Regions from separate parts of the Sus scrofa genome. Here region 2 is linked to region 1. Evidence: chromatin contacts called from public HiChIP or PLAC-seq data. All regions are on one chromosome and are shown on one strand. Each heading gives the region's core, a stretch centred on a gene start, on an enhancer-like site or on the middle of the called end of the contact. The rest is flanking DNA. Distances are from core to core; before and after follow the strand shown. Region 1 overlaps ODF2L (outer dense fiber protein 2-like). Region 2 overlaps ODF2L (outer dense fiber protein 2-like).

Region 1 (4,689 bases), core at 1,566-4,065:
CAGAGACAAAAATTTCCTCTAGTGTCTTCTTATTTGTCGTTTGCTTCCCTAGATACTCCTTCTTAAATTGGGTGTGAGGCACCCAGTTCTCTTATCTTCAGTCCTCTGCTATCATACAGCAGTGTTATTAATGTGGTGGTAAGGCGTAGGGAAGGGGGAGCATCTCGTAGTCCTGTAATTAGGTCTCATTCTTTTAGTGTGCTTGTTCCCTGAGGTGTGACCTTCATAAATGTTTTACAGATGTTTTTTCCCCTTTGATAAGACAGGAACAACTCAATGGCCCTGGAGTTGGGTATTTCTCTTCTTCCATATGGAAGTCCAGGGGAGGCTGGAGTTGTGAATTTCTCTTTCTCAAAGCTGGGTAGGCTCTTGTAAACCCAACTGGATAGTCTGGTAAACACTGTTTCCCTAGAGGGTGCTCTTTTGTTAGGGAGAACAGAAAGCTCCAGGCTGTTTCAGAATGATTTCTTTTCTCTCTCCCCCTGCTAAAAGTCCGAAGGAATTTTTCTCCAATACTCACTCTGAGAACCTAGTGGGACCCCTGCAGGGAGCTTAAGAACGTGTGGAGGCTTAGCTGCACTGGGTCTCTGGCAGGTCATCACCATTTAGTCTGCGTTCCCTCTGGTATAGGATTCAGTGGCAAGCATCCACTCCTGTGCTTCGGCTGCTGGTAAGCTGTGATTCTCTGTCCAGTTTGTAGGGTAGCAGATAGTGATGTGTCCTTAATTTTTTGATGGATCTAAGAATTGCTGATTTTTAATTATTCAGCCTTTATCTTATCAGGATGGTAGTGATGACCTCTAGCTCTTTACATGTCAGACTGGTGCTATTGACTTTTTATAAATTTATCTTGTGTCTGGAGTTCCCATCATGGCTCAGTGGTTAACGAATCCAACTAGGAACCATGGGGTTGCGGGTTCGATCCCTGCCCTTGCTCAGTGGGTTAAGGATCCGGTGTTGCCATGAGCTGCAGTGTAGGCCGCAGACGCGGCTCGGATCCTGCGTTGCTGTGGCTGTGGTGTAGGGCGGTGGCTACAGCTCCGATTCGACCCCTAGCCTGGGAACCTCCATATGCCGCGGGAGCAGCCCAAGAAATGGCAAAAAGACAAAAAGACAAAAAACAAACAAACAAAAACCTTCTAGAGCCACTGACATAGAAATGAAGTCTTACTTTCCAATATGCTGTGAACAATAAAACATCAAATGTCTTTTTCTGAAGTGAAGACTTTATTTTTTTCAATTCGGGCCCTGTGCCTTAAGCTTTCGGTTTGTTAATAGATGGGCCTTATCCGTCGATCCACCCACTACTTTTCCCGTCCACTCTGTGTCCCATTTAAGTGGATCTACCTACCTATCTATCATCTACCCATCCATCCATCATCCCTTGCTTTAGTTCATATATTTCATTGTGAGATTTTGCTGTCTTGACTTTTATCACACGTGGTTCCTTCTCTCCCTGTCATGACTCCCTGGAATACGCGTCCCTCTCCCTTTCTGTGCAGATCATACGTATTCTTCAAGGCCCAGTAGGAGGCCTGACTTCTTTATGAAGTCTCTTGCATGTGTTTCATCCATAGTGACTCTCTTCCAGAACTCCAGTGCATGGAAGAGGGCGCTCCAGTTTATGGCGGTTCAGTTTATCTTTTTTTTTTTTTTTTTTTTGTCTTTTGTCTTTTGTCTTTTTGTCTGTTGTTGTTGTTGTTGCTGTTGTTGCTATTTCTTGGGCCGCTCCCGAGGCATATGGAGGTTCCCAGGCTAGGGGTCGAATCGGAGCTGTAGCCACCGGCCTACGCCAGAGCCACAGCAACGCGGGATCCGAGCCGTGTCTGCGACCTACACCACAGCTCACGGCAACGCCAGATCCTTAACCCACTGAGCAAGGGCAGGGATCGAACCCGCAACCTCATGGTTCCTAGTCGGATTCGTTAACCACTGCGCCACGACGGGAACTCCCAGTTTATCTTTTTGATCTGAGCGTATTATTCTTGAGGGCAGAGGTATGTTTTATACCCCTTTAGTATCAACTAGAGTATCTGATACTGTGTTGAGCTTATATCTGACCTCCCAAATTACTCTAGGCCTCAGCAGACACATGAAAAGATCTCAGTGTCACTAATCATCAGGGAAATGCAAATCGAAACCACTGCACACCGGTCAGAATAGATATTATAAAAGGACAACAAATAACAAGTGTTGGTGAGAATGTGAAGGGGGACCTCGTGCACTGTTGGTGGGAATGTCAGTTGGTGCAGCCACTGTGGAAAACAGTGTGGAGGCTTCTGCAAAACAGTGAGAATAGAGCTACCATACGATCCAGCAATTCCACTTCTGGGTATTTTTCTGAAGAAAACAAAAATGCTAATTCAAACAGATGTATGTACTTCTTTGTTCATTGCAGCATTATTTATGATAGCTAAGGTATGGAAGTAGCCTAAATGTCCACTGATGGATGAACAGTAAAGATTTGGTGTAAGTGTATACACCCACACACATATATACACCCACACACAGTTAAATGTTACTTAGCTGAAAGAAAGTATGAAATCTTGCCTTTTGTGACAACATGGATTGACCTAGAGGATACTCTGCTAAATGACACAAGTCAGATAGAAAAAGACAAATACACTGTGATTTCACTTATATTTGGAAACTAAAAAACAAAGCAAATGAATGAACATAACAAAAAAGACCCAGATACACAGAGCAAGCAAGTATTTGCCAAAGGAGAAGGGAGGCGGGGTTTGAGTGTCATAGGTTCAGGAGATTAAGAGATGCCAGCTTCCAGTTACAGAATACGTGAGTCATGGGGACGGTATGTGCAGCTTGGGAACTGTAGTCGCTAAGACTGCAGTAACTTTGTGTGGTGACGGGTGGTAACTGGACTTACCATGGTGATGGTTTTGTGATGTATACAAATAGCAAGTCACTGTGTTGTACACCTGAGACTAACAGGGGTATAGGTCAGTTATACGCCAATAAAAATATAAAATCGACCATCAGTACAGTTATTTAGTTGAGGTCCAAAATGATGATCATAAAATTAGAATTATATCTACTTGTTTTAGTAATTCTAGGACATCTAGTCTAATGTGCGTATTTGACAGGTATGGAAATTGAGTCTCAGAAAATTTAAGTTCTTCATTCAAAATTATATAGATATTCATCTATTTTTTGAGATACTGCTACTACCTTCTTTTACATTGCCTAAGGGTAAATTTTGATGGCAACTACAGTCTCTTCCTACTTGTCACAAGGAAAGGGAGACATAAGATCCCACTTATTTTAGGCATTTGCAGTTAGGCACTAAAGTTCTTTCTGTTCCAAGTGCACGTATGAACGACTTTCTTCCTTCTTTTAGTTCCTGTAGTCAGCATAAGGGACAGTTAGTATGAACCCAATCTTGAACTGAAGGCTTGGTCTTCACCGAGCTCAATTTAGAGCTAAATATTTGGCCAGGTAATTTTATTTATGGCTTTTTCAGTGGAAGTATTTTTTAATTTCACCATATCTTTAAGGATATAATGTATTCCAGAAACAGTCGTAATAAGAATTTTAACACTGAAGTACAGAGAGCTCTTTGTGGGTGTTCTGTCTCCTTTGTTTTTAAAATGATTTTTTTCCTTATGTAATAATGACAGAAATATAGCTTTTAGAAATACTACATAGGAAATGAAAGACTGAAAAATCTCTTTTCATTTGAGAGCCTATAGTGAGGGCCTTTATAATCCAGGAGAAAGAGTATTGAATATGTGGCTTTTTAGCACTGACAGCCTCTGAGATAATTGTTTATTGATATGCATCTTGCTTTTATTTTACCACCTTAAAGGGAAAATAGCAAAATTGGCTTTACCCCATAAGAATCTACTAGTCTAGCACAATACTGGAATATGATAGGCATTCAATAAATACTAACTGCATCCAGTTAATTTAAAGCAAAGCTAAAGTTAATTTGAACTTTCTGAAATAGGGACAATTTATTGTAAGGAACTTTGAATGAGATATTTTGGCTTTGAAGTTTAATTCAAACTCCACAGCCAAATTCTTTCTCTGGGCCATCTTCTCTCAACTTGGCTAATTTCTCTCATTCTTCAAGACTTAGATCAGCAATAGTCTTCCCTGAAAACCTTTCAAGACCTACCTTGTGATCTTAATCCCCGACTAGAAGTGCCCTTCCAATAATGTATCTCATCACATTCTGTAAAATTATCCGTTTATTTGCAGGAAGTGTCTTCTGGGGGTTCCCGTCGTGGCTCAGTGGTTAGCAAACCCAACCAGCACCCATGAGGATGCGGGTTCCATCCCTGGCCTCACTCAGTGGGTTAAGGATCCGGCATTGCTGCGAGCTATGCTTTAGGTCACAGACACAGCTCGGATCCTGCGTGGCTATGGCTGTGGTGTAGGTTGGTGGCTACAGTTCCAATTCGACCCCTAGCCTGGGACCCTCCATCCATATGCTGCTGGTACGGCCCTAAAAAGACAAAAAAAGGCAGTGTCTTCTGCGTTCAACTGACCGTTGAGTGTAAGTTTAGTGTTTGAAACTTCAGCGGAAGGTCAATGAGTGGAAGAAACTGTGCAAGCATGGAAAGACCTGGAAGACCTTTCCTGGTGGAGGAAGAATGCGGCAGGAAGCTGCTCACCCAGTCTTCTCAGAGCAGTCTCTAAGGTGGTTTGTACTGGGAGAAGCAGTCT
Region 2 (4,399 bases), core at 1,188-3,687, 190 kb after region 1:
TCTGCCATCTCATTGACCCAAATTATCCTCGTGGTACAGTAATTTTAAGAAATATGGCTGTTGGGTTTACGTCAAAGTAGTTCTCCCTCATTTTCTGAGCATGTGATTGTATTATTTTCGCAGTAGTGCCATCCATTTGAAGCGTAAGAAAACTGGAGTAGCAAAAGGACCTCTCCATCCGGTCCAGAGATTTACTGGAGCCGCTGAATTGTTGTTCCTGCAGAAAGTGAGTCTCTGGGAGAACCCGGAATCAGCCTTACTGCGAATTATCCAAGAACCTATACAGAATCAGTCTTGCTGGCAACTTTGTCTACCTGGATCAGATTCTGAAACTCTCTGGAGGATTTCCTAAAGTCTGAGATGGTCCCAAGGTGAGAGAGCCCTGGATGGCAGATGCATTAAGCTGCTATACAGGCAGCTCCGGGAGAACCAGTCTCAGCCAATCTGAAATCCCTTGGTATTATCTGTATGGGTGTATGACATGCTTGATTGTCCAGCCTCAATCAGGAATAAATAATGCCACGGAACTTTCCAGGTGACTGAAGCCTAATTCATTTAGTTGGAAAATGAATTTAACTCTTTGCATGCTGTCTTTCTAAAAGAGAGTATGTTGACTAGAATGCCGAGAAGATGGGTGATGTTCTGGGGTATGAGTGAGGGCGGGTGGCAACCGTCTTTACCAGTGCCCCCAGTGGCTCCAGGATCCAAGACCCCAAATCTTTATCCAATGGGGCAAATTTTTATTGAGGCACACGAATATTTTCACGGAAGAGAAGTGTCGATTTAGGCTAAATTAGAATTATTTTGGTAATCCATCCCAAATAAATTAACATGGTGATCAGTATTGGAAGGGGGCGAAGAACCTCATTCACTGTCCTTGCTGAGGGTCTCCCGGGCTGGCGTCTCTGCGGCATCTTCTCCTTAAGGCGACAACGTGACGTGTGCAGCTGCACACTCGGGCCATCATTCTGTAAATCAATTTTGGGATCGTCTCTGGAGACCAATGCAGCTGTTTTTTGTTTTTTTTTTTTTTTGAAATTTGCTGATCTCTGTCGAGTGTGTGGTGTCTGACATGCCTGCAGCCTGAGGCTGTGCCGAGGTGCTGTCCTTATGCTGCAGAACCGTGTAGACTCATACCCTCATTTCTGGCTGCTTTTCTGCCTTCTCTGGGCCCACTCTTTGATGCCATTTTGTGTTTCTCGCATCATCCTTCTTTTTTTTGTTTCTCAATATGTTCTGGCATTTGCATTATGTGGATTTGTTTCCAATATGTAAAAATCTGTGTTCTGATGATACATATTTATTGTTAAAAAACTGGAAAACATTAAAGGGTTAAAGAAAGAAACTTTAATTTCCTATTACTGTGTGTAATGTAAATCCACATGCATATACACACTGTATATTCAATCTGTCCACTTTGTCAACATTTGAAAACTGGACGCCGTTTAAACATTCTACCAAGAGACCAGGTTGGAAGGAGAAGGCAGATGATGAAGGAGGCGATGAGATAACCGATGCTGACGCAGAGGCCCCGCTGTGCCAGCCGGTTCTGACGCCTCTTCGTTCAGTTCATCTTCACTCTGTTCCTACGATGCCTTCATCCTGCGCCACAGAGAAGCTGTAGCACAGAGAGATAAGGAACCGGCCCAATGTTCTTAAAGCCTTTTCTTCCATCAGTAAATACTTCATAAGCCAGAAGGATGGAGCAGAATTTCATCACATGAATACAATGTAACTTACGGTCATTGTTCAACGTTTAGATTGTTTCCAACTGGAGTACCTTTCAGATGCTGCTGCGACTTGACTTCTTTCCTTATGATGGACTTCGGGACATACACTGATGTGTCAAAGGGTGAAGATTTTTATGGCCCTTGACATTGCCCCTTGCTTTCTAGAAACTCAGTGCCCTCAGTCCATAGATGGAATGTGAGAGTCTACGCCTCATTACAAATATCGACGTTTAAATATATCTTTGTTAGTTTCAAAAGTAAAAAAAAAAAAAATTCTTTTGAGGGCCACACCTGTGGCATATAGAAGTTTCCAGGCTAGAGGCTGAACCGGAGCTGCAGCTGCCAGCCTACACCAGGGCCACAGCAGCGCGGGACCCAAGCGGTGTCTGCGACCTGCGCCACAGCCACAGGATCCTTAACTCACTGACGGGGTCAGGGATCGAACCCGCATCCTCATGGATACTAGTCAGGTTCGTAACCCACTGAGCCACAATGGGAACTCCAAAATAGCATTATTTTAGTTATTTTCATTTAGTAAAAAAGACTTTGTTGTTGTCGTTGCCCCTCAGCGGGTCGCTCACAGCACTTCTCTGCTCTTCTCCGACGAGGAAACAGAGCGAGCGACTCAAATCGACCGTGGTGCCTGGGACCTTCCCACTGTTACTCTTGGTGAACTTTGTCCTTGTTTACGCTTCAGGACCACTGATTCACTGCCAGGATGCATATTTGACGCATGTGTGCACAGAGTACCCAGTAGTAAAACCCAATGACAGAACTCCCTAGGCAGCTGGGTCACGCTATATTAGCAAATTTGATCTGCATTCTAGTGGCGTTAGAACAGGAAGACAAAACAAGCAAGCAAGCTAGGCAATAAACACTGTACTCTGAGGGCAAATTTGGTTGACACTCCATTCCAAAGTTAATAGCTGTGCTGAGAACAGTTCCTGCACCAGTTCTGTGAGTCAGCCGGTTTTTTTCCTTATCTCCTGGTTCCTGGCCTTTTACTGAAAGTGCAGGTGAGGGAGGCGCGTAGGACAGTGAATGAAACAAAATGTTTCCTGCATGTGGAACCTTGACTACACGGTAAACAATGAGGTTAAAGACGGAGCTTTTTCATAGAAGCACTGTTGCCAAGAGCCAAGACATGCAGACAACCTGAATGTGCATCGACAGATGAACAGAAAAAGAAGATGTGTGTGTGTATACATGAAGTAATGCCATTTGCAGCAACGTGGGTGGACCTAGAGAGTGTCATATTAAGTGAAGTAAGTCAAACAGAGACAAATATTATATGATACCACTTGTATGTGGAATCTAAGAAATGATATAAATGAACTTATCTATAAAACATAAGCAGACTCACAGACATAGGAAACAAACTTACGATTGCCAAAGTGGGTAGTAGGGGAAGGAAGGAAGAATAAATTAGGAGTATGAGATTAACAGATACACCTGCTATATAAAAAATAGATAAAAAAGGATCTGTTGTATAGCAATCAAACTATTCAATATCTTGCAATATCCTATAATGGCAAATAACTGAAAAAGACACACATACACTGAAACCAAATCACTTTGGGGTACACCTGAAACTAACATAAGATTTTAAAATTAACTATATTTCAATTTTAAAAAAGATACAGTATTGGAGTTCCCTTGTGGTACAGTGGGTTAAGGGCCTAGCATTATCACTGCAGCAGCTCAGGTCGTTGCTGTGTTGCAGGTTCATTCCCTGGCCTAGAAATTTCCATATGCCATGGGTGTGGCCAAAAAGAAAAAGAAAAAAAAGATACAGTATTAATTTAGCAAATTTGAATATGAATAAACTTTAGATTTTCCCTATTTTGTGGACAAAACAAAACACAAACCAACCAAAAAAACTTCCTGGGTTCAGCATGCTGACGTTGTAGCCAACCAGCTGTGCGACCTCACTCACTCGGTTTGTTGGACCTCTGCTTCATCTGTAAAATGTGAATAATGGTAATACTAATACTAACACCGTTTCTGTGAAATAAAATGAGATAATACAGCAGAGGCTCTCAGAGTTGTATCTGACACTTAGTAAGTGCTAAGTAAATGTTAGCTGTTATCATTACTATAAATAATAATAAATAGTCTTATTATTCTTATGCCGTGCAGTCTAATATCACTGCTAAGAAAAGTTGCTTGCATCTTCTCTCCATCAGGCTAATAATTATGAATAGCTTTAGTATAATTGCGGCCATGTTTTGGCTGCAATTCTAGCCAAAGAATCAACCTAGACACGCTTATTGGCGGCAGAAAAAAGAAGGCCTGAAAATCCGAGGCATGCAGCTGAGCCTCTGTTTCAGAGGAGGTGTAGTAAACTGATTAAAGAGATTGGTCTCCAGATTTTGACTAACTCTGGTTTAAACACGACTTAAGTCACTTACCAACTGAGATTGCAGGCAGATGACTTAACTGCGAGTCTTAGCTGCCTGTCTAACCACCTTTGGATACGAGAGCCTATGGCTTCGGAGGGCCCCGCCCTTGCCCCGAGCTGGCCTGTGAGAGGCCTGTGCGGTCACATAGGCCTGCACTTGGAAAGGTGCTATGCTTTGCCTAATGCTCTGCTCTCGTTGTCTTGAAATTCTTAGGAACCTTGTCTTTGAACTTAGGTTTCGTAAGTGGAGTGTGATGGGACAATGGCT

What was found. HiChIP or PLAC-seq counts read pairs in DNA pulled down with a chosen protein or histone mark.
Region 2: a contact with region 1 is called in an H3K27ac HiChIP or PLAC-seq map of skeletal muscle. The contact joins two enhancer-like sites. A contact is called at or near these places in 1 of 5 promoter capture datasets (fetal liver), 9 of 47 Hi-C or Micro-C datasets (adipocytes, alveolar macrophages, blood and 4 more) and 2 of 2 datasets of contacts at active chromatin or transcription factors (alveolar macrophages and skeletal muscle).

The regions. Positions count from the first base shown.
Region 1 is chr4:129,424,131-129,428,819 of Sscrofa11.1, forward strand. The region is part of intron 1 of ODF2L (outer dense fiber protein 2-like); the gene reads left to right. Among named protein-coding and RNA genes, the nearest start is that of ODF2L, 30 kb to the left of the region's middle. Within about 2 kb of position 2,816, at least 22 of the 83 cell types and tissues checked have an H3K27ac peak or open chromatin away from gene starts, as enhancers often do. A contact at or near this core is called in skeletal muscle, where this site is marked.
Region 2 is chr4:129,610,349-129,614,747 of Sscrofa11.1, forward strand. All of the region lies in intron 2 of ODF2L (outer dense fiber protein 2-like), which reads left to right. Among named protein-coding and RNA genes, the nearest start is that of CLCA4, 19 kb to the left of the region's middle. Within about 2 kb of position 2,438, at least 21 of the 83 cell types and tissues checked have an H3K27ac peak or open chromatin away from gene starts, as enhancers often do. A contact at or near this core is called in skeletal muscle, where this site is marked.